Regions from separate parts of the Mus musculus genome. Here regions 1, 2 and 3 are each linked to region 4. The links are chromatin contacts, called in public promoter capture Hi-C maps. All regions are on one chromosome and are shown on one strand. The core of a region is the stretch at or near the end of the contact, and the rest is flanking DNA. Distances in the headings are between cores, read along the strand shown. Region 1 holds the start of Gulp1 (GULP, engulfment adaptor PTB domain containing 1). Region 2 holds the start of Tpp2 (tripeptidyl peptidase II). Region 3 holds the start of Bivm (basic, immunoglobulin-like variable motif containing). Region 4 holds the start of Slc40a1 (solute carrier family 40 (iron-regulated transporter), member 1).

Region 1 (4,974 bases), core at 1,121-3,620, 1.4 Mb after region 4:
AGGGTCTGAATTTCAGATAAGGCTCAGGGTTTCTAGATTGCCTGGAATTGAGAAAGGAGCAGTAAGTTTGCACCCTGATTTATCCTGCTTCAGGGAAAGGAGGAAGATTTGTTTATTATGGGGGCTCTTCTGTAATACAAGAAAGACATACTAGATGAATTTTCCCCTTTAATTCTATGATCCCAAATCCAAGCTATCTGAAATTAATTGAATTAATCAATTTAGGTGGAAAACCATCTGCTCAGTGCTGGTCTTTCATTCTTACTGGCCATGAAAACAAAGAAGAAAGGTCAAGGCCTGAAGGACTGAAGTGGCAGCTAACAAGGTGCATCTGGAGAAGACCGAGTAACAGGGTAAGCACACGCAAACTGTTGCTATTTCAGAGCAAGGGTGGAAAGGACCACACTTCCCTTTGGGCCTTCTTAACTCTCCTTGATATTCAACTGCATTCTATGCTTAGTCAATTGTTTTTGTTTTTATTTTTTTCCCCAAAGACTCTTAGTCATTTAAAGTTTTCATTTTAAAAGAACCCCCCTATTTAAGCCCCAGTACCACCACCAAGCCATTCAAATTATGCCCTGCAACTTCCCGAGTCTCTTTCAGGCCTGCCTACTGAGTTCAGTCTAGTTTGGCTGCCTGCCAGATTCTTCCATTCTTTTCTTGTCAGTCTTAAAAACTTGGGAAATGCTCCTGGACAGCTCAAGGAGAGTTTAATTATGCAGTGAAGCAGTACCTTAGTCTCACCGTTGTTTCTAGAAAAGCTTGCAGACACCAGCGTCCAAACTCTCCCATTCGGTGGGTTTTCTAGCAATTTCTAGCTATTTGATTATGAGGAAGAAGGAGGGAAAGGCTGGCAGAGCAACCAGGCAATTTGCAAAACTGAAAAAAAAAATCCAATTCCTTTCAGGATTTTCCACCTCTCATCGTTTACTCTGTTTTCTAATTCGTACTCTTTTACGACCTGTTCAGCCATATGGACTACATAAAATCATAGGTATCCTGGCCTCTGCAAGCCCTAGAATTAATAGAATTGACAGAGTCTAGAAAGTTTTCATTCTTAAATGTTGGTGCAGCATTTTTAAAAGCAGACAGAATACACAGTTATTAAATCTTCCTAATTGATATTATGTTGTCAAACAGACTGAAATATCGCACGTAAATGTCTATTAACAAAGACAAGCTCCATCAAGAAAAACTAAGACGCTGTGTGTGTGTGTGTGCGTGTGCGTGTGTGTGTGTGTGTGTGTGTGTGTGTCGGGGTGAGGTAGGGGTGTTCCTTGACTGCCAGCCCACACTTGAGAGTTTCCCCAACAGCAGCTGTATCTCCCTCACTCTACCTTGGCACGCTATTTCTAGCTGCAGCGTTCAGCTTCCTGTTCAAGTCCCATTCTACATTGTAAACACATTCCAAGAAAACTAGACTGCCCAGAGTTCCCTCCTGCAAACAGGGAAATCAGCCCAGCAGCCCCAGGATAGAGAGCCAGTTGGGCCACCACCAGGAGGTGGACCAGAGCAAGCAAGCTTGGCAAGCTGAGTCCCACTAACATAACGCCCGCAGAAGCGGGGATCTGACCGGCCTAGCCAAAGGGCAGCCGCATGGACACCGCCCGAGAGTGGGGGCCCTACCCACGTAGGGCTTTAAAGTATCTGCGGCCCAGTCACAAGCTCCTTGCCGCCTCCCCTGCCGCTGCCCACATTTTTACAGCGACCCAAACAAAGCGAGACCAAGCTGGAGGAAGTTGGCTCTCGGGTCGCCTAGTTGACCCAGCGATGCCTCCTTTTGCTGAGCAGCCTCTGTTCCATGCACCCGCAGCGGGCGGGATGGTCCAGCGTCCCCCCACCGCTTGCTCCCGACGCCTGCTAGCCCCCACCTCGCCCAGAAGTTCCTCCTTGGGTCGAGGGGAGGATGCGGCGGGAAGGCACAGGGCTGGCGTCCCTGGGTGGCCCCATCTTCCTCCCTCACTGCCCCCGCCTGCAGCAACAGGTCCCTCTTTCAGTGCCCACAGACTCCCTGTGCCCTCGGGGTCGGAATCTGCGCAACCTATAAGCGGTCGCAGCCCGGTGCCCTCCTCACCCTCCTGCTAACTGCGCTTTCCTCTCGGGGTCTGTTCCTGGTTCCGCGCCACCTGGCCATAGCTGGCCGGACCAGAGACGCTCCCGCTTCCTACCCTGGCTTGTAGAGGGATGCGGTCGCAGGGCTGGGGCAGGCACAGGAGCTCCGGGAACCGTGGCCCACGATCGCGTGTTCGTATCCCACAGGAAAACTTTGTGCAGGTTCGAAAGGCACTGGGCTCCGGACCCTAGGGCTCTGGTCCTCTCCCTCCTTCTAATCCGCTGAAGCCCAAACTGGTGCTGGCGACGGCAGGGGCTGGGTCGGGACTCCCGGTTGCTGAGGGCTAGGATCGCCGGGCTCCCCCTCTCGGCCAGAAGAAAACTCCGGCTCTGTGTGCGCACTAGGGACGCTGGTGGGGTTTTCTGCAGTAATGCAGAACTGTCCTGCTTTTAAAGGCAGACCTGGAGAGGTTAGGGAGTAAGACAGAAAGAAACCGGTTTCCAGAAGAAGCTGTCCATTCTTATTTCAGACGGAGAGAAAACACCGGCCCCGCCCCACTTCCACAGCTCCAGGTTTCCTTTTAAACCTCCTCCCACAGATGCTGTTTGGTAAGAATTTAAAACACCTCTGAGGTTTAACAAAAAAGAAAGTGACACAGAAAGGGCATAAATATAAGTGAGGAGGGCTCTCCACAGCCTCGTGAAACGCAGCTGCAGGGACTAGACTTTTTCTTTTCTTTTTTCTTTTCTTCTCTTCTCTTCTCTTCTCTTCTCTTCTCTTCTCTTCTCTTCTCTTCTCTTCTTTCTTTCTTTCTTTCTTCCTTCCTTTCTTTCTTTCTTTCTTTCTTTCTTTCTTTCTTTCTCTTTTAAACTCTGTCTGAATCTTTGCACGTTACCCCTCCCCCCCGTGGGGCGGTGAAAGGTAGCTGGTCCCTGGTTGAGCTAAGGCTAAATGCCCAGGAGACCATGAAGGGACAGTAGGAGTTTTTGCCTGCTCCTGGACACCAGGCCTCTGTCACTAGCTGTAGCCCCACCTCCATCCTCCATAGATTTGTGGTCATCAGTTACATAAGCGCAACTCCCCAAGCCCCTCCACAGGTAGAGGATATGACCTGTGGTCACATAGGCTCAAATCTAATCTCTATTTTAATGAGGTACTCTCCCTGTAAAAGGTATTTAATCTCAGGCCCACCCTGAGAAGGGGGGTATGGTTTTACACATCCACTTTCTGCCATGACAATAAATGCCTTAAAACCAAGGACTGCCTCTTTTCTTCAGGATCTGCCGCAGGGAGACACGGAGATGACCTTTGTCTACAGAGCCACTGTGTAATCTTCCATAGAAGGCCTCTCTGTGCTCCCAGCCAGGACCCAAGCCCAAGCTAAACTCAAGCCAAGGACTCTCCCCTGAGACCAGCCAGAGCTCCTCCCTTCTTTCCCCCACCCTGGCCCTGGGCTAGATCCAACCCTCGGGCCCCCACTCTGCTTTCAGCTCTTCCTCAGCTTCCAGCCGCACCTGGATGTCCAAGAGCCTGAGAACCAGAAGACCAGGTCTTATCACAGGCCTGGGGAGCTCCAAGCCAGCTCTGGCTGTCCTGCACCTCAGGCTGTGCTTCCCCACCCCCGGAGCAGAGTCCCGTGGCTTCCCTGCAGCCCAACACCCACCCAGGGACAGTGTGGGGTAAGTCCTGTCAAGATTCCCAAGCGCCGGTGCCCTGTAGTGGAGTGGACTTGGGACCCACAACCCTACATCCCCCTACTCCAACACCCTCCCTCCAAAATAATAGGACAACTTTCTCGACAGCCACATTCTACTTATTAGCAATCTTTCTGTGCTTACCTCAGAATTCAGAACAGAAATGGTGTGGAGTTGAGAGGAAAACAGCAAACCATTCCTTTTTTTCTGTAGACCAGGCTGGCCTCGAACTTGAACTCAGAAATTCGCCTCTCTCTGTCTCCCAAGTGCTGGGATTAAAGGCATGCGCCACCACACCCAGCCACAGCAAACTATTCTTAAATGAGCCTGGTAAACTTCTGACTGGGAAAAGAAGAAGAACACATCCTCATAAGAGAGAATCTTGGAGCGTGAGAGGACCGCTGAGAACCTTTCTGGGAAGATAATCCTTAAAATTTAGCTGTCCCAATTTTAGTTCGGATGTAAAAATAAAGGGGAAAGATATAAAGCGGTTTACACGGCTAACATGCGTAAATATCGATGTGCTTTGGAACATGATGTAGTCCAAGCCAGGGCAGAGGCAGCAGAGGGACCGAAATCCATTTCAGACCCCTTTCTTACTCTTTCTCTTTTCCAGGACACTCTTGTTACCTATCCAATTACAATAGGAGAAAAGACTTAGGTGTTATTTATAGTTTATGGCAGTCAAGTGTACAGGGGTTAAAATAGACGAGTTTTAGAGAAAGAAGACAGAAAAAAAAAAAAGGTTCTTAAACATTCCATCATATTTTGCTGTAATTTGAAGAGACAGGATATGCTAGTGGAAATTCCTCTCCAAACATTTTATAAGTGAGTGAGCCTTTTCGGATACTTGTTGCATTAAAAAGACCCAACCTCTCAGTATTTCCAACAGAAACAATGTGGAGATCATGTAGTCTAAGCAAACTCCTTTGTTTGGAACCTAAGGTAAAGGAAGGTCAGAGATGTTAGGTGATTTCCTGACTCCACGTTTAGATCGCGTGAATTTGGCTCGTGGGTTTCTTTTCTTTCTTTCTTTCTTTCTTTCTTTCTTTCTTTCTTTCTTTCTTTCTTTTTTCCTTGCTTGCTTTCCCCTTTATCAAAATAAATAAGCATACATTGAAATTACTATAACAGAGAGGATGAGTATGTAGCTCATTTTATTGGCTCCTTGTCTAATGTGCACCATAAAAATAGATGTGGTGACACACACAAGTGAACCCAGCACTC
Region 2 (5,148 bases), core at 2,084-4,583, 2.0 Mb after region 4:
GACAGGTTCAGCTATTCTTTTTCTGAACAACAATTCTTTAGTTTTTTTTAAGTATTTATACTAGAAGACTGATGATAACCAGAAGGCTCAATACCACAAATCAGGAAAAAAAGTAAGTATCAAAATCATATTAAACTAGTAAAATAAATCCTCATTATCAGTATGTGAGCAAAAACAGTAAGAGAAAAAAAAGCCAGACGGGATTTAATGGTTTATTTACCATGTACTATTTCCATAAGTTTTACTTATAAGAAGTGACCTGCACTTCACACACACACACACACACACACACACACACACGGCAAGCAAAATACATATGCTCCACTGGAGATTTTTCAAAGAGACCACAAAATTGAGGGATAGAAAAGAATGTAAAGGCAAAAACCACATGAAAATTTTGCAGTCGAGCTTTGGGATAAGTAGGAAATACAATCGGTAATAGTGGAAATATTTTCTCTGAAGCCACAGACCTTAACAGTAGAGCAGGCAAAGGGCTGAATTAAATCTGTGATGTCTTAAAAGAATGAAGCAGCAGCTTGCAAGTGACTATAGAAAACTGTTGGGCAATTTAAACACCACATGCAAACACACGTATTAGGACCTGAGACATCTGGGTACCTGGGAAAGAGAGAAATCAAATATTCAAGAGTGAAGTATAGGAGTGAAGGGTGTTGCTGAGGCTACACTCAAAGGTTAGCGTTAGTAGGGGAAGGGCCTTATAATAAAATTTGAAATTTTAGAGTTTTATTAAAAAAGCAAACTTTGAGCAAAGATGTTGATACTTGGTTTGCTCTTGATAAATAGTAGGTTTGGAAAAGCAAACCATGGATCAGTGGTGAGATTAGTAGCAGTGAGCACTGCTTCTGTATCTATATGGCTTAAACCAAATTTCATCTTGTCAGGAAACTCACTCACGATCTCAGTCAGTTTTCCTGTCATTTTCACTGCATCTCTATAACAGTCATAGTTTGCAGGACTTCATTATTCAATGGAATTGTAGCCACATACTAGGTACTTGAATGGTTGCTGAGAGAATATTAAACATTTAGGTAATTATTAATCTCCTCATGCAGTCTGTATACAGGAGTGTGCTATCACACCTGACTCTGCCCTCTACTTTGCATACACCCAGAAGCTGTGACAAAAAAGGACTTGGTCTAAGGAAGTTAAAGGAGGAGACACTGGCTGGTTTCTCCAAGTTCTCATTTGTAACCTCTAGTCCTTTACTTAGATCCCATTTGACAACTCAAATAGCCAGAAAGGCCTCCTTCTCTTTTTATTTCTATTTGCTTTTTACCTTAATGATGTACACACAGAGCTACAAAATAATTTCCTCAGGTAAGAAAAAAAAAAAAAAATCAAAGTCACCCATGTAAGTTCCTTGCTGAATTTAAACAAAAGATCATGTTTAGAATCTGAGAATAAATGCTGGATGATCTTATGTTTTCTTTTGGTTCAATGTTTTATTGACTAAATGTTAATGTTTGTGTAAATATCAAGCATATTTTCCCTTCAGACAATGACCCAACATGAACTCCTTCTGCTAGCATTTAGTGTTTATTCAGGACTTTAAAAAAAAAAAAAAGTACTTAACACTTTAGCACTGTAAAATCATGTGTGTTGGCTGCTCAATTATCAAGTAATCCTATGGGGTAAAAACTGTTACTTTACAGAAACAAAATACTCTAACCAGAACCAAAAATTCTACAAATGTCCACTGAGTAGTACTACGCCAAAATCTTCAGGATTTTCTGAACCTCTAACGCTAAGAACTAGTGAGCCACTTACCCTAGTTGTTCTCCCACACCCTACAAAAAGTAAACACACACTCCTGTGTATTGGGAAGCACTTCCACTGTGTAATAAATTCACAACGTGTCATTGCTGTTACCAAGTTTTAAACCTTAGCAATTACTATTAATAAAATAACTGTAGTCACTTGAACTTCTAATCAGAGACTCTGACACTGTGTGCTTCAGGGCTCAGGTGTGCACCAGAAAGGGGAAGAAGTAACAAACACTTGGAAGCAGGATTCCCTGAGAGTCCCAGAGTGTCCACACAGGCTTCTTTCCTATCCTTTCCAATAACCTCTAACATGTACGTCAATTACCTTCCCATCCATTTATGTCAATTATTAGGCAGCACAATGAGAAAACTAAAGATTGGAGGAAACAAATCAAGGGCTAGGAGGAGAGGAATTAGTATCCCTCTTTTGTGAGGAACAAGGATAAGATGGTATCAATGTGATCTAATCTATCTATTTGATAAACTGACCACGGACCGAAAAGAGGGTAAATAAACTCTAGTTTTAGTCAGATAAGCTCTTCAACAAAGGTTAGAGAGTACTTATGAGGGGGTTTTAGTAAGAGGCTATTTAAACACAGAATACATTTTATTCAGGCATTTTTTTTTAACATCAGTAAGGTCCCTGCTCTTAAAGACTTCTAACTTGAATAAAGGAAATGAAGTCATTTTTAGGAAGTCGTAATCAAAGTATGTTCTCTCGTTTAAAATGCACATTTTATAAGGCCTGAAAAGTTCGCCCGAAACAAATTAGTCGGGCCCTTTGAAAAAAAAAAAAAAAAAAAGACTAACCCAAAAGATTTCAAGGACCCTGAACAAACACCAGCAAATAACTTAAAAATAGAACAAAAGTATCAGAAGAAACCATTCCGGAAGCGGACTGGGTCGAATTCTGGGAACTCACTTTGCTGGCCTTGCCAAAACGAGTATCTCTTAAACATCACTAAGGATCTCTTCAAGGCTGTTACCCCTATCGTTGGTGCCCCCCACGCTCCCGCGCCCTCCCAGACCTATAAAACTGTAAAATTTTCCCATGCCGAGGTCGGGTGCGGACCCTGAAGAGGTGTGGGGCCTGGAACGCCCAGGCTGACCAGCAAAGCTTCCCCGCGGCCCCCGATCCCGAACAGCCACGCTGACCACACCGCTTTTGTGTGGACAGGGAACAGGGCCTGGAGGTCTCCCAGAGCTGTCCGGGCCGCCCCGGCCCGTCCGGTCCCCGCCTTGTTCCAGGCTCGGCCCTCTGGGCTACGGGCCCTTGGGCGCCGCCTCACCTGCATGCCCGGGGCCCCGGGATCGACCCCTGTGTCCAGGACGGCGATGAGCACCCCGCGCCCGTCATACTCCGGGTAGCGGCACAGGAAGGAGGAGGCCCCGGTCTCCTTCTTTGGTAGAAGACCGTGGAAAGGAAAGGGCTCCTCGGTCGCGGCGGTGGCCATGGACGCAAGCTGGAGGACAGACGAGGAAGAGGCAAACTGCCAGGCAGCGCGCGGACGAGCGGCGCGAGGACACCCGGCTACCGCGGGACGGAGGTGGGGAAGGGGCGGAGCCTGGCCACCAGTACCCAATCGTGTGCGGTCAGAGGTGTCTAGCCAATCATACGCTTCAACGTAAGCTAACGGCGCCGCTACGAGTCACGACGAGGGAATGTTACCCAGGCTGCAGAGCTGGAACGGAGTGTGCGCTGCTGCGGATGACAACGCACTGGAGGGAGGTTCTTGCCTTCCGAGCTGTCACTCTCCGTGAGAAGCAGCGAGAGGAACGGGCTGTCTGCCTGAGGCGTGGGATCCTCGCGACGCCGCCGAGGTTGGCTTAACCCGCTGCGGACCGGAAGCCTGTAAAGTCGAGCGCGGAAGTCTCAGATTTAGCGGCCCGGCCTTTCTGGCAGGGTGAGGTGCTGTTTAGTCAACAGGAAGTGGGTTGTCGGCTGTTTTGTCGCCAGAGTCCCCAAAGCAAAACACGTGACAGAAATGAGCTCCCTCCTGTCTTCGTGGCTTACTTACCCTTGGCATCCGGAATTTCAGAAAAATACCTGCCTTTTCTCCAGTGAAGTTCCTCTTTGTAACACAGTTACCGAGCCATAGTTTGCGGGGTTTTTTTCCCATTAGGATGCACAGTGACAGCAATCGTAAATGGCATTTGAAATTTAAACTACACAGATTATCCAGTAACAAAGGTTGCCAACATTCATAATTAAGAATATTGTGGGGGTGAATTAATATTTTCCTATTTGTGACAAATCTACTCTGTACCAGTGAGAGATTCTGCACGTTTTTTCAGTGTGTAGCCTGCCTGGAGGCCTCTGAAATACTGAGCACCGAACCACAGCCATAAGTGTGGTAATTCTTCTCTTTAGTGGCAGCGACTGCTGTGTCTACTCCAAAAGTCCCAGCAGCAAGAAGGCGCCCAGAGTAATCTTAATTATCCCATTGACAAACTCAAGACACCTTACCACAGAGATGTCTTTAAATGCATAAGATGAAATATATAGGATTATACAGGAAGTAGACGGTTGAAAGAATTATAACAACTTAATTTTTGTTGTATTGCAATAGTTTCATATATGTAAGTAATTACATGTGTGCTCTTTTTAAAATTAAATAACAGAGCCATCGTCAAGTCTAATAACTAATGTTATTTTTAAATTGGAAAACAATTGTAAATGGCATTTGAATATATCTAAACTACACACTTTAATAACAAAGGTTGCCTGTGTTCATAATTAAGAACATGTGGAGGATGAAAATAATTTTTTCCTATTCAATCATGGGCCCTGTGCATTTCTATGGTCTCCAGTTTAAGAGGCAGGTTCCTAGAATCCCGTGTATGCCATTTGTTTCAAACCACAGCATTTCCATTGACTCCTCATACTTTGCTCTATGAGCAAATATATTAAAATATATTAAATTGTAACTTGAAAGAATTTCTTGGGATCAGAATGTTAATTTTTTCTTTTGGATTAAGTTAACTTACAATTACAAAGTTGATGAAAACAATGAGTAAATCTTAAGATTAAAATGAACAAAAAATGGGATGGGAGGGAAGGGAGGAAAGAAAAGGCAGCTTTTCCCTAGAAGTTTGATGAGAATTAGACATATTTCCATTTATAACAGGCTATTCTAGGGCTGGAGAGATGCCTCAGCGGATAAAAGCACTGACTGCTCTTCTGAAGGTCCTGAGTTCAATTCCCAGCATCCACATGGTGGCTCACAACCATCTGTAATGGGATCTGATACCCTCTTTTGGTGTGTCTGAAGACAGCTACAGTGTACTCCTATACATAAAATAAATAAATCTTAAAAAAAAAAACCAGGCTATTCTAGTTATAAGTATAAGATTCCCACGTGTA
Region 3 (5,118 bases), core at 114-2,613, 1.8 Mb after region 4:
CTGATTGATTGTCCAGCACTGTATCTGCAGCTATCTGGGGTTTATATCTGCTTTTATCTTTATGCTTATAACTTCATGCCACCCACCCTTTGAGCTGTTCTTTCTAGTCTGATCCCTGCATAGACATCAAAGAGTAAAGTCTGCTACATATATATCCTCATAGAAATTTTCTGCCTAAGGCCCTCAGCTATTGAAGCAAAAGATCAACTCCTTACCCTACATACCTTCTTCTGTCCTTCCACATTACTTTTTGGTTTTCTGAATGTTGTCTTCCTGTAGCCCCTTACTAATTATTCATTCTCATCCATCTTTCAAAGTTATACTCAAATGTCACTTTCTGAAGAACTTTTTTTTTTTTTTTGCTGTTCTAACTAGGCCAGATACCCTATCCATAGTGAGGAACTTTTCTTTCTAGAATATGATTAAGCTTTCTAAATGTGTGTGTGTGTGTGTGTGTGTGTGTGTGTGTGTGTACACAAATGGTTAACTCCTGAAAGTCTAGTTTTCCTGAAATTGCATCTCCAGGCCTAGTCTTGTAGAAGCCAGGTCTAACAAACATTTTTAGGTGTCTACAATGCACTAGGCATTATTGAAATTGTTCTCCCTCGTTTTGATTAACATATTAGGACTTGCGGAATACCACTCAATTTATTCACAGTATCTCATAAGCAATATAAACCCCAAGCTTCTAGGACGGCACTAGAGGAATGACTTATGAAAGTCTTTGGAATGAACAATTCTGTCAAATAAACATACTGTTTGCAAAACCGATATCGATTGCCTGAGTTTATTCTTTTCCATTTATGTGCCTTTCGTGTCTACATGCTGAAGTATCACATTCAGTAGAGAGCTAGACATCCAATAAAATCTCAGTAAAGCCTTCCACATATCACAAACAGTATAATCAATATTCTGCATAGAAAGCAACTGAGACCCAGAAAAGTGTTTTGCTGAGGATTGATAAGAGCTGCTAAGACAGCAGCCAGGTGCCCCCCCCGCCCCCCTTTTCTATCAGCGCCCTTGCCTAGACTACCAGACCAGACCTGGGAGGCCTACCTGTGAGTATGAGATTCATGCAGCACATGATGCCCTCTGGAGTTCAGACTCTGAGGAGCCAGGAGACTTCCCACTGCCCCCTCTTTGAGGCTCCGAAGCACCTGAAGGTGACAAAGGTGCAGGTGGAGGAGAACCGGGAGAGCAGGGATGTTGCAAGTGCAACTGCTGCAGCGCTACTGTGCCGGGTTCCCACTACTGTCCTGCGGTGGCCAACCCAGTGCCAGGCGTCCCTAGTCCCCACTGGCCAAGACCAGATCTAAAGCCTTGTAACCTCCTCCCGGCCTGCTCCCTCACTCCCAGCCGGAAGAAAAGGCTCGCCAGGAGGGGGAGCGCGCAGGCCTGAAGGGGGCCGCTTCCTACGCGCTAGGGACTGGAGAGGCTGGTGGCACGCAGACAGTGACAGCCTGAGAGCTGGGAGGGGAGGCCGCGATGAATGATTATATCACCAATAATAACAATAGCGGGGGGGGGGGGGGGGCAGGGGGAAAAAGAATCCCCTTGCCTTGGCTCACAACCAGGCCGTCTATGTTTTCCACGCCCCTTACCCCGTGGAGGGAGGACAAAGCCTGCTACTCCTCTTGACCTCACTGGCCGAGAAGCGAGGGTGCAAAGAGAGGATGGCCACTGCAGGCCGGGTGCCTGGGATCCGCTAGCGCAGCGTGGAGACCCGCTCCTGAAGAGAGTACAGGGATACCCACGGATGCACCCCCCTCAGGCCGAGCTTTCTTCTGGTGATTTCTATCCCTTACATCTCTCCTCAGAGACTCAGCTCGACCCAGATCCTTCCAGGGGCGCGGCGGGGTGGGGGTGGGGGTGGGGGTTGTCCTGCAACGAGGCAGTGACGGCGCTACGGAGAGGCGGAGCGCACCGCAGTGCCTGGGCTAGGCCCTCCGCTGGGGAATACCTCTGTTCCTGTTGGGTCCCGGAACTCTGGTGCTGGAAGGCAACACCAGATCTGCATCCTCAAGTCTCCTACCCAAGGCCCAGAATCTTTCGTCCCATTGAGCGCACAAGAATAGCACCGAGTGACTGGGTATCATTGATAACACCTAGCCTCCCTTTCAGCGTTTACTATATACCTGCCATTTGCGGTGGATACCTTGAACAAAATATAAGTTGGGAAATCTTTGCTGTGACTCCAGACATGCTAGTTGCGCAACTGTAGTATTTAAGGTTGCCAGAAAGCCGTGCTCCAAAGTTGAAAAAAGAAGTAGAAAGGAAGGTAGGGGGGGAGAAAGGAGGAGGGAGAGTGAGGGACGGAGGGAAGGGACGAAAGTAGTTGGGGGTGAACTCCTGGCAGGATTTCCGCTAGTCCTATGGCGGACTACATATCCCAGGAAGCTAAGGGGCCCGGGACGCGTTTTCCACTCTGACCCACTCATCCACTAGCAGAAGACTTTACTAAGACTGGTCACAGCGCAGGCCAATCCTTCTCCTCTCACCTTGGCTAGAACTTGCGACGGATTCGTTCCCAAAGTGATGCTCTAGTGGCAAGAGTAACACAAGTTTGTCATTGTCCGGAGAAAGTGGAGCCTGCGGTTCTTAACCAGGTTCAGCAGAACGTGTGGCATCCTTCTCCTGGACATGCCACCGCTCGGGTTGTGACATTCTTGGGCACAGCATAGTCCCACGCGCGGACCCCGCACGTCAAGCGACACTTTAGGGACTTTGACTGCTGCTAGGACTGACCACCGTCCTCCTACCTACCCAGGCTAGCTCCGTCCACTTAGCACGTTTGCATTTATTCGTGGATCTTCCAAGACTCGGTCTTGTAAATGTTCAGCATTTCGCTGCTTTCCTGCCTTTTTCTGGGGACTGTGCCAGCACTTGCCCAGACCGGCGGAGAGAGGAGGCTGAGCCCAGAGAAGAGCGAAATATGGGGACCCGGGCTAAAAGCACACGTGGTCCTTCCTGCCCGCTATTTCTACATTCGGGCGGTGGATACCTCAGGGGAACAGTAAGTGGAGAAATGACTCCTCAACTATTTGAGATCGCGGTTTAAAATAACTCGAGGGGTTTTTGTTCCTGTTGTTTATTTTGGTTTTGTCCTTCATCTTTATATGCCCCGACTCGTCTTTACTGCTGTCCATTTACATTCCAGAATTCTCGAGTGCTGTCTACATCTGGTTATAATAGACTTTTCCTTCAAAATCAACTTTTCTCTGTGACTTAATAATTCTGAAATATGTATAGTGTAAATAATATTGCTAAAATAACAGCTCTCTTCTTGGCTGTTTAGATGGGAATTGAGGCTAAACAAATCTCCGTTATTTTTAAATGGGAAAACTAAACACTAGAAACTAAATGCATTCAAAATGCAGGAATATTCAGTCCAAAACACTTGTGTTACTAACATGATGACCAGTTATTTTGATTTCCCCCATAACTAAACATAATTTAGAGTACTGGTATATTTGTTAGACTTTTATTAGTAGTAATATTTTAATTACATGATGTGGGTAGGGTGTATACTCACACCCAAGTGCTGGAGGAAGCCAGAAGAGGGCCTTGAATCTCCTTGAGCTGAAACTGCAGATAGTTGTGAGCCTTAAGGACAATGGATACTAGGAACTGAACTAAGTCTTTTACATAATGGTAAATGCTCTAAACCATTCAGCTATCTCCCTAGCCCCACAGTACTGGATTGTATTTTAAGCCATTAAGAACAATTTTTCAAATAAGGTCATCCTTGAAGTAAACATGTTACAAATGACAAATTGCCAGCTGTGTTGGTTATGAATTAATAATAGTACACTGATAGTGCTCTGTTTGGTATGCTAAATAGATTGCTAGTCTTAAGTGTTATCTCCTGGCAACTATCTAATGAAATTATTTTATGTTATTATTGTTTTCTTTTTTATCTTTGTTCTATCATATTGGTTCTGGTCCTAAAAGCCTAAGAGAGTAATCGAACAACAATATCTTAAAATCAGGATAAAGCAGAAGGTCCAACCTTTACACATTAAAGAGAATAAGTAGCGTGCATTTGATCTTAAAAATAACCCTCATCTCTCATTGTTTTCCATAACAGGTTTACATCTTCTCCAGGTGAAAAGGTGTTCCAGGTTAAAATCTCAGCACCCGATGAGCAGTTCACGAGAGTTGGTGTCCAGGTTTTAGATCGAAAGGACGGTTCCTTCATAGTAAGATACAGAATGTATGCCAGCTACAGAAATCTGAAGATAGAGGTTAAACACCATGGGCAACATGTTGCCGAGTCTCCTTATGTTTTAAGAGGTATTTTGAAACAAAAATTTATGGTAGGATTTGTATACAAAAAGGCATGTCATTCCATCAATAAGAATTCTATCAAAAACTTAGCATACTTTTTTCACTAAATGGAAAAAAAAACTAGATGTTTTTCTAATTGAAAACTAAATTAGGCAACTTGGCAAAAGAGAGATATTGATTATTTACATGGGGATTATAATTCACTAAAGACCAAGAAACATTACTAGAAAAGTTGCTCCTTGAGGACACACCTGTGAGAATAATCAACTTAAAAAGCTAGAGAGAAAAAAAAAAAAAAAAAAAAAAAAGCTAGAGAGATGGCTCGGCAGTGAAAAGCACTTGCAAAGGACCAAGTCTGGATCCAGCCCCCATGTGAGGAGGCTCAGAGCCGCTTGGCGCTCCAGTTTCATGGAAGAGGATATCTATATTACACAGGCACCTGCATTCATGCGTGCATAAGCAGATACACACACACATAATGTAGAATAAGAAATGTTTAGCCACTAGGGAGGTTTTTAATTCATAATTTACAACAAGGTTTTAATAAACCATTTGGAACACAGCTTACAATAAGATATGACATATACATATGTGTATAAAATAATTTCATATGTATGTGCACATATGAAATTGAAACGGTCTCAAAAAAATCATACTTAATCATGATTACCATCTGTTGTACTACTTCAGACTTCTTATTTATTTTGTGTTCATGTTTGTGTAAATCTTAGGATTAAAAAAGAATTTCCAGGGCTGAAGCGATGGCTCAGTGATTAAGAACACTGGCTGCTTTTCCAAAGGACCTGAGTTTGGTTCCCAGCACCCACATTA
Region 4 (4,946 bases), core at 574-3,073:
TCAAGGCCAGGAAACTCTGTCACTTGTGTACTCCAAGCGTTCTGAGAATTTTTATTCCATTTTCTATTTTAACTCCTTCTATGTCATGAGCTCCAACAATACACTAACTATTCATTCCCAACGACTAGGATAGGAGCCCTGGCCAAGTCCTCAGATATTGAATGCTTTTTCTGTCTATGAATCTTGCTCATTTGCTGCTTGCTTCACTGTGGGACCCCACCTGTTCTTAGCACTCTCCTAGTTTGGGCTTCTGAGGACTCCTTGGTGACAATGGGGAACAGAAGCTCCCCATTGATGACAATGGAGAACACATCACACTTTGAAGCACGCATCAACTGAGCTCCTGTTTCTCAGAGTCTTCTGACTAGATGTGGGGGATAGCTCTTAAGGCACACTGTACTTAATGCAAAGGGCATGGAGATCCTGTTATTGGCACATACGTGCAGGGAATCAGGATAGTTTGTATTCTGAAGATCAACAAAATTAAAGGAAAGGAAGGAAGGGCTGGGGGAAGAGAGAGACAGAGAGACAGAGAGACAGAGACAGAGAGAGACAGAGAGAAAGAAACCGTCAGAACTTGCTAGATGATCCCTTCCTAAGTGCTTCATGTAAGCACACTTTAGGTTTACTCCAAAAGACATTTGGATATACTACCCCATTTTGCAACTTCAGCAGACATACCCGAACCTGCGATAGAGGAGAAAGGACTTAAACGTTTTGTGTGTCAGGAGAGAGAAAGGTTTGCAAAGGACAAAAAGCGGTTGCAGTAGCAAAGCCCTATCTCGGTTCTGCAGACCTCATCCTAACGAATCCAGCTGCACCCCGCCCGCAAAGACCTTTGGGGCTTCTGATAGAGAGTCCAGATACAAGGCCTGTGCTCATGAGTGGCTCTCTTCATTACCAGGTGTCATTCTGGCAGGGCTGGAAGAGTGCAAGCCGGTTGGAGTTTCAATGTTTAGGATCACTCTTGAAGTGTTGACAAACCTGACAAAGGTAAGGGAAGGGAAGGGCTGACACAAGAAGCAGGTATGCCCTGGGGAGGAAACGGAGGTCATTAGAGGCTTACACCTGGTGTGTATTCACCTGTCCCCCCAGGAGGCTACCAAAAGGGCTTTATCTGCACGGGGCCAGACCCAGGGTCCCAACTGGGACAACCGGTATTCCTGGTTACTTCCCTTCAGCACTTGGAGCCTGTGGAGTAGCCAAAGAGGCAGGAGCGGCTAGGGTTAGAACTCAGAGGGAAAGGACAGTGAAGGGCGCTGCCTCCTTGCAGTGCCTGTGGCACAGAAGGCGGCCTGCGTTCGATCACTGGGCTGCGCGGGGCTACATTGTGATCTTTGAGCCTGCTTCCTGAGCTTTGATTCCGCAGCTTTTGAGAGAGAGCCCTCTCTATAGTTCGGAGAAGGAAAACATTCTGCGCCGCAGGCAGGCCGGACATGACTTGTATTTACTTAGCTACCTGCATTCCGAAGGGTAGCTAGGGTGGGAGGCTCCTTTTTTTCCGCGCCAGCTCCCGCTGAGCTTTGCCTAGGGACTGTCCGGCAATCTGGTGGCCAGAGAGAAGAGCTTCCTTCTAGCACCTGCCAAACGACTTTGTGCAAAATGTTTCTGTAGTGTCCCCTCGGGGTCCGCATACAGTCCCCGTCCTACTGTGCGGGTCACCCCTTGGCTTCTCCTGCGGTAGCCCAGCCAAAGCGCAGGTTGTTTGCGCCTCCTGGGAGGGCGGTGGGAGCGTAGCTGGCGCGGACCTGGACGTCCAGCCGCGAAGGGCGGTCCCTGCTCTCTCAAGCTCCGCCCCCGGCTCCCTATAAGCCGCTGCCCTGCCCGCGGCGGTGGCGGCGGCGGCGGCGGCGGCGAGAGCAGGCTCGGGGTCTCCTGCGGCCGGTGGATCCTCCAACCCGCTCCCATAAGGCTTTGGCTTTCCAACTTCAGCTACAGTGTTAGCTAAGTTTGGAAAGAAGACAAAAAGAAGACCCCGTGACAGCTTTGCTGTTGTTGTTTGCCTTAGTTGTCCTTTGGGGTCTTTCGGCATAAGGCTGTTGTGCTTATACTGGTGCTATCTTCGGTTCCTCTCACTCCTGTGAACAAGCTCCCGGGCAAGAGCAGCTAAAGCTACCAGCATCAGAACAAACAAGGGGAGAACGCCTGGTGTCATGACCAAGGCAAGAGATCAAACCCATCAGGAAGGATGCTGTGGTGAGTTGAGTAATCGAATGTTTCAAATGGTGGGAATGCAGGTGGGGACGGGGAGATGTAGTTCCATGAGGGTTGACTTGGGTTTTGATGGAGGGTGAAGAAGAATATAAACTCATAGTTTGAATAAAAGAACTTACATATAGGCAGGGATAGAGTAACCTGGGCAGGGTGAAATTTCTTGCATTAAAAAAACAAACCCCACCAAAGTTAAGGAATGTTGAAACAAGAGTTTCTTCACTGCCTGAAGTTGGGGCGGTTATTGACCAAGAGACAACGCTGAATCTTAAGTGGATGCTATTAAGTAAACTGAATGCATCAGTCTTGTAAGTGACCTGTTTAAAAAAATCAGACTTAATTACGACCAAAAGCAAATTCTAATCTGAGCACATTGGGGTGCTTAAACACGTTTTTTAACTTGTTCTCTGTGCCTTTCTAGGATCCTTAGCAAACTACCTGACCTCAGCAAAATTCCTCCTCTACCTTGGCCACTCTCTCTCCACTTGGGTAAGTGAGAATGCACACAGTTCTTGAGACATCGTTGCACAAGCTGTTGTTTACTCTCATCGGAGACAGTTGTATTGGAGAACTTGCAGTTTTCTCATTCCGTTAAGTAAATAAATCGTTCTAAAACACATGTTTCAACAAAAACGTTGTTTTCTTCAAAGATGTTTCCCATGAGTGTTAGTAAATTTTACTTAATAGTGAAATTCTAAAGCTTTACATAGACCGACAACTGTTTGAAACAAGATCCACAAGGACAGGAAAACTTGCATAGTTACTAGGGTTGGTAAATTCTAACTGGGCCTCCTACTGAACTGGAAAGGTATTTCATGGGCCCTCTTGGGTTTACGTCTGGTACCAGCATGCAGCATTATAGAAACAGAGTACAAGGGTAGACTGGCGAAAACTGGCATAATAGGATTACAATAGTATTGTAAGATGAGTTTAAGTATACCTAATCAATGATCAAACATCTAAATGATAACAGCTCTAATCTTCGAAGTTGTTATCTGTGGCTACTTAATTTGTGGGTAGTGTTAAAAGCCACCACCCAATGAAAATTAGCTATGGATTCACAGTTCTTCCTTTGGCTTCCTATGGGAGAATCTCAGTTTTTCTGCTGGCCTGGGATCCTCTATCAACTCCTCGATACTCATTAGCAGGCTGGCTGTGCTCAATGGATAATTATTAGAAACTGTCGGGTTAAACAATCATTCTTACTGCTTAAAAGCATAAACATATTCTGTGCGTTACAAATAAGGAAAATGAATTTCTAAAGAATATTTTGAAGTGCTAATTTCTTTTTAATGAAATCCCCTATTGATTGATTTATAAGACGTGAATGGAAACCATCATGAGGAAATGTATTCCCTATGCCATTGGGAAATTAAGTTGGGTTGTTGGCTCTCTAAGGAATAGCAGTCCTAGATAACTTTTTAGAAAAGGAAGCTCCCATCTTTTTGAATGCTTACAAAGGGGGTGATTTTGCAAATAAATGAATAAACAAAGTGGAATTGGCTAGAGTTTGCTTTGAAGATGGGTATAAGGGGGAAAAGCAAAACAAAACAGTGAAGAACCCTTTATACATCTAAACCAATAGTTTGTTCTCCCAATTTAATGTCATAATAAGCATTAAAAGGACCAGTAATGGACGTGTCTGAAGTCCCCTTGGACAACCAGGTGCCTCGCTTCTAAGCACTGATTAACTTCCAGGTTCATGTGACCTTTGGGTGACAGACTGGGTGTCAGGCTCCAGAAACATGAGAGGAGCTATGTGTGTTCCAGGGCAATTTGAAAAAGACTTCCGTCAGAAAATTTAAAGCAAGTTCCAAAAGAAAATGAAAGATGCTTGTTGAAACCTAATAGTAAATTAAGTAAATGGACAGGTCCTCGGGAGAAAGAGGGATGAAAAGTAACAATAGCACTGGAAGCCATAGAAGGGTGGGTCGGATTTTATTCCTCACTGCAAAGGAATGCAAGAAAGGATTGCTAATTTTGTTTTATGTCCTTCGTATCTTGTGGGTCACTCTGTTTACATATATATATATATATATATATATATACATATATAATATATACATACATATGTGTGTATATATACATATATGTGTATATAAAATATTATTATATATTATTTAATTATATTTCTATTTAACTATTATTTATAAATAAAATATTGTATATACATTTTACAGCACTGCTAAGTCATGATTTCTTAGATATTGGATATAGAAAGCAATTGGACAGAAGATTCTCTGAAGTTGGGTTTGTGTTGAATTGTATGGTTTTTAATTTCTGAATTCCTGTCTACTAATGGATCAATACATTTTATGCTACCATTGGAGTACAAAATAAGTAAGAAGTAGATGCTTTTGTTCAGGCGTTTATAATTTAATTTAGTATGGACTTTTAACAACAAAAATAGCAATGGAAAGCCTGTGTGTTTTGTATCCTGCTGAAGTTTTGATGCCCATAGTAGCGTTGGGCACGCATCAGAAACCATTCTATGGCCAGTTATTAAGTAGATTAATTACTGTGGTTACTTATTCTCAGATTCTGCGTGGGTAGATTGGCATGTAAACAAATATCAAAGTATAATGACATTTTATAATGATTTTGTTTGACGGGGAGGGCAGAAAATGGAGGTGTGAAAGGGATGGGTGAGCATTTAGTCCAGTGTTTCTCAACCTGTGGGTCACAAGCCCTTAGAGGGTTGAACAGCCCTTTCAGAGGGGTCACCTAAGATCATC

What was found. Promoter capture Hi-C pulls out the DNA fragments that hold promoters and counts their contacts.
Region 1: a contact with region 4 is called in a promoter capture Hi-C map of stem cell-derived epiblast-like cells, with 3 times the contacts expected there. The contact joins the promoter of Gulp1 here to the promoter of Slc40a1 in region 4. A contact is called at or near these places in 4 of 39 promoter capture datasets (the 3T3-L1 cell line, cranial neural crest, hippocampal neurons and 1 more) and 1 of 484 Hi-C or Micro-C datasets (uterus).
Region 2: a contact with region 4 is called in a promoter capture Hi-C map of liver, with 5 times the contacts expected there. The contact joins the promoter of Tpp2 here to the promoter of Slc40a1 in region 4. A contact is called at or near these places in 3 of 39 promoter capture datasets (liver and neutrophils) and 1 of 115 datasets of contacts at active chromatin or transcription factors (astrocytes).
Region 3: a contact with region 4 is called in a promoter capture Hi-C map of liver, with 7 times the contacts expected there. The contact joins the promoter of Bivm here to the promoter of Slc40a1 in region 4. A contact is called at or near these places in 5 of 39 promoter capture datasets (cranial neural crest, frontonasal cranial neural crest, hippocampal neurons and 1 more) and 1 of 9 other capture datasets (pancreatic islet).

Annotation. Positions count from the first base shown.
Region 1 is chr1:44,549,067-44,554,040 of GRCm38.p6, reverse strand. It overlaps Gulp1 (GULP, engulfment adaptor PTB domain containing 1), which reads right to left and starts at 2,370. Exons shown (of 11, transcript NM_028450.3): 1 at 2,169-2,370. Gm39635 (a long non-coding RNA gene) reads left to right here and starts at 2,584. Exons shown (of 3, transcript XR_865406.1): 1 at 2,584-2,661; 2 at 3,331-3,732.
Region 2 is chr1:43,932,179-43,937,326 of GRCm38.p6, reverse strand. Tpp2 (tripeptidyl peptidase II) reads right to left here and starts at 3,333. Exons shown (of 29, transcript NM_001310540.1): 1 at 3,074-3,333. The coding sequence starts at 3,238.
Region 3 is chr1:44,116,213-44,121,330 of GRCm38.p6, reverse strand. Bivm (basic, immunoglobulin-like variable motif containing) reads right to left here and starts at 1,363. Exons shown (of 10, transcript NM_144558.4): 1 at 1,057-1,363. Poglut2 (protein O-glucosyltransferase 2) reads left to right here and starts at 2,558. Exons shown (of 10, transcript NM_023645.3): 1 at 2,558-3,013; 2 at 4,088-4,293. The coding sequence starts at 2,832.
Region 4 is chr1:45,922,471-45,927,416 of GRCm38.p6, reverse strand. Slc40a1 (solute carrier family 40 (iron-regulated transporter), member 1) reads left to right here and starts at 1,823. Exons shown (of 8, transcript NM_016917.2): 1 at 1,823-2,196; 2 at 2,633-2,700. The coding sequence starts at 2,154.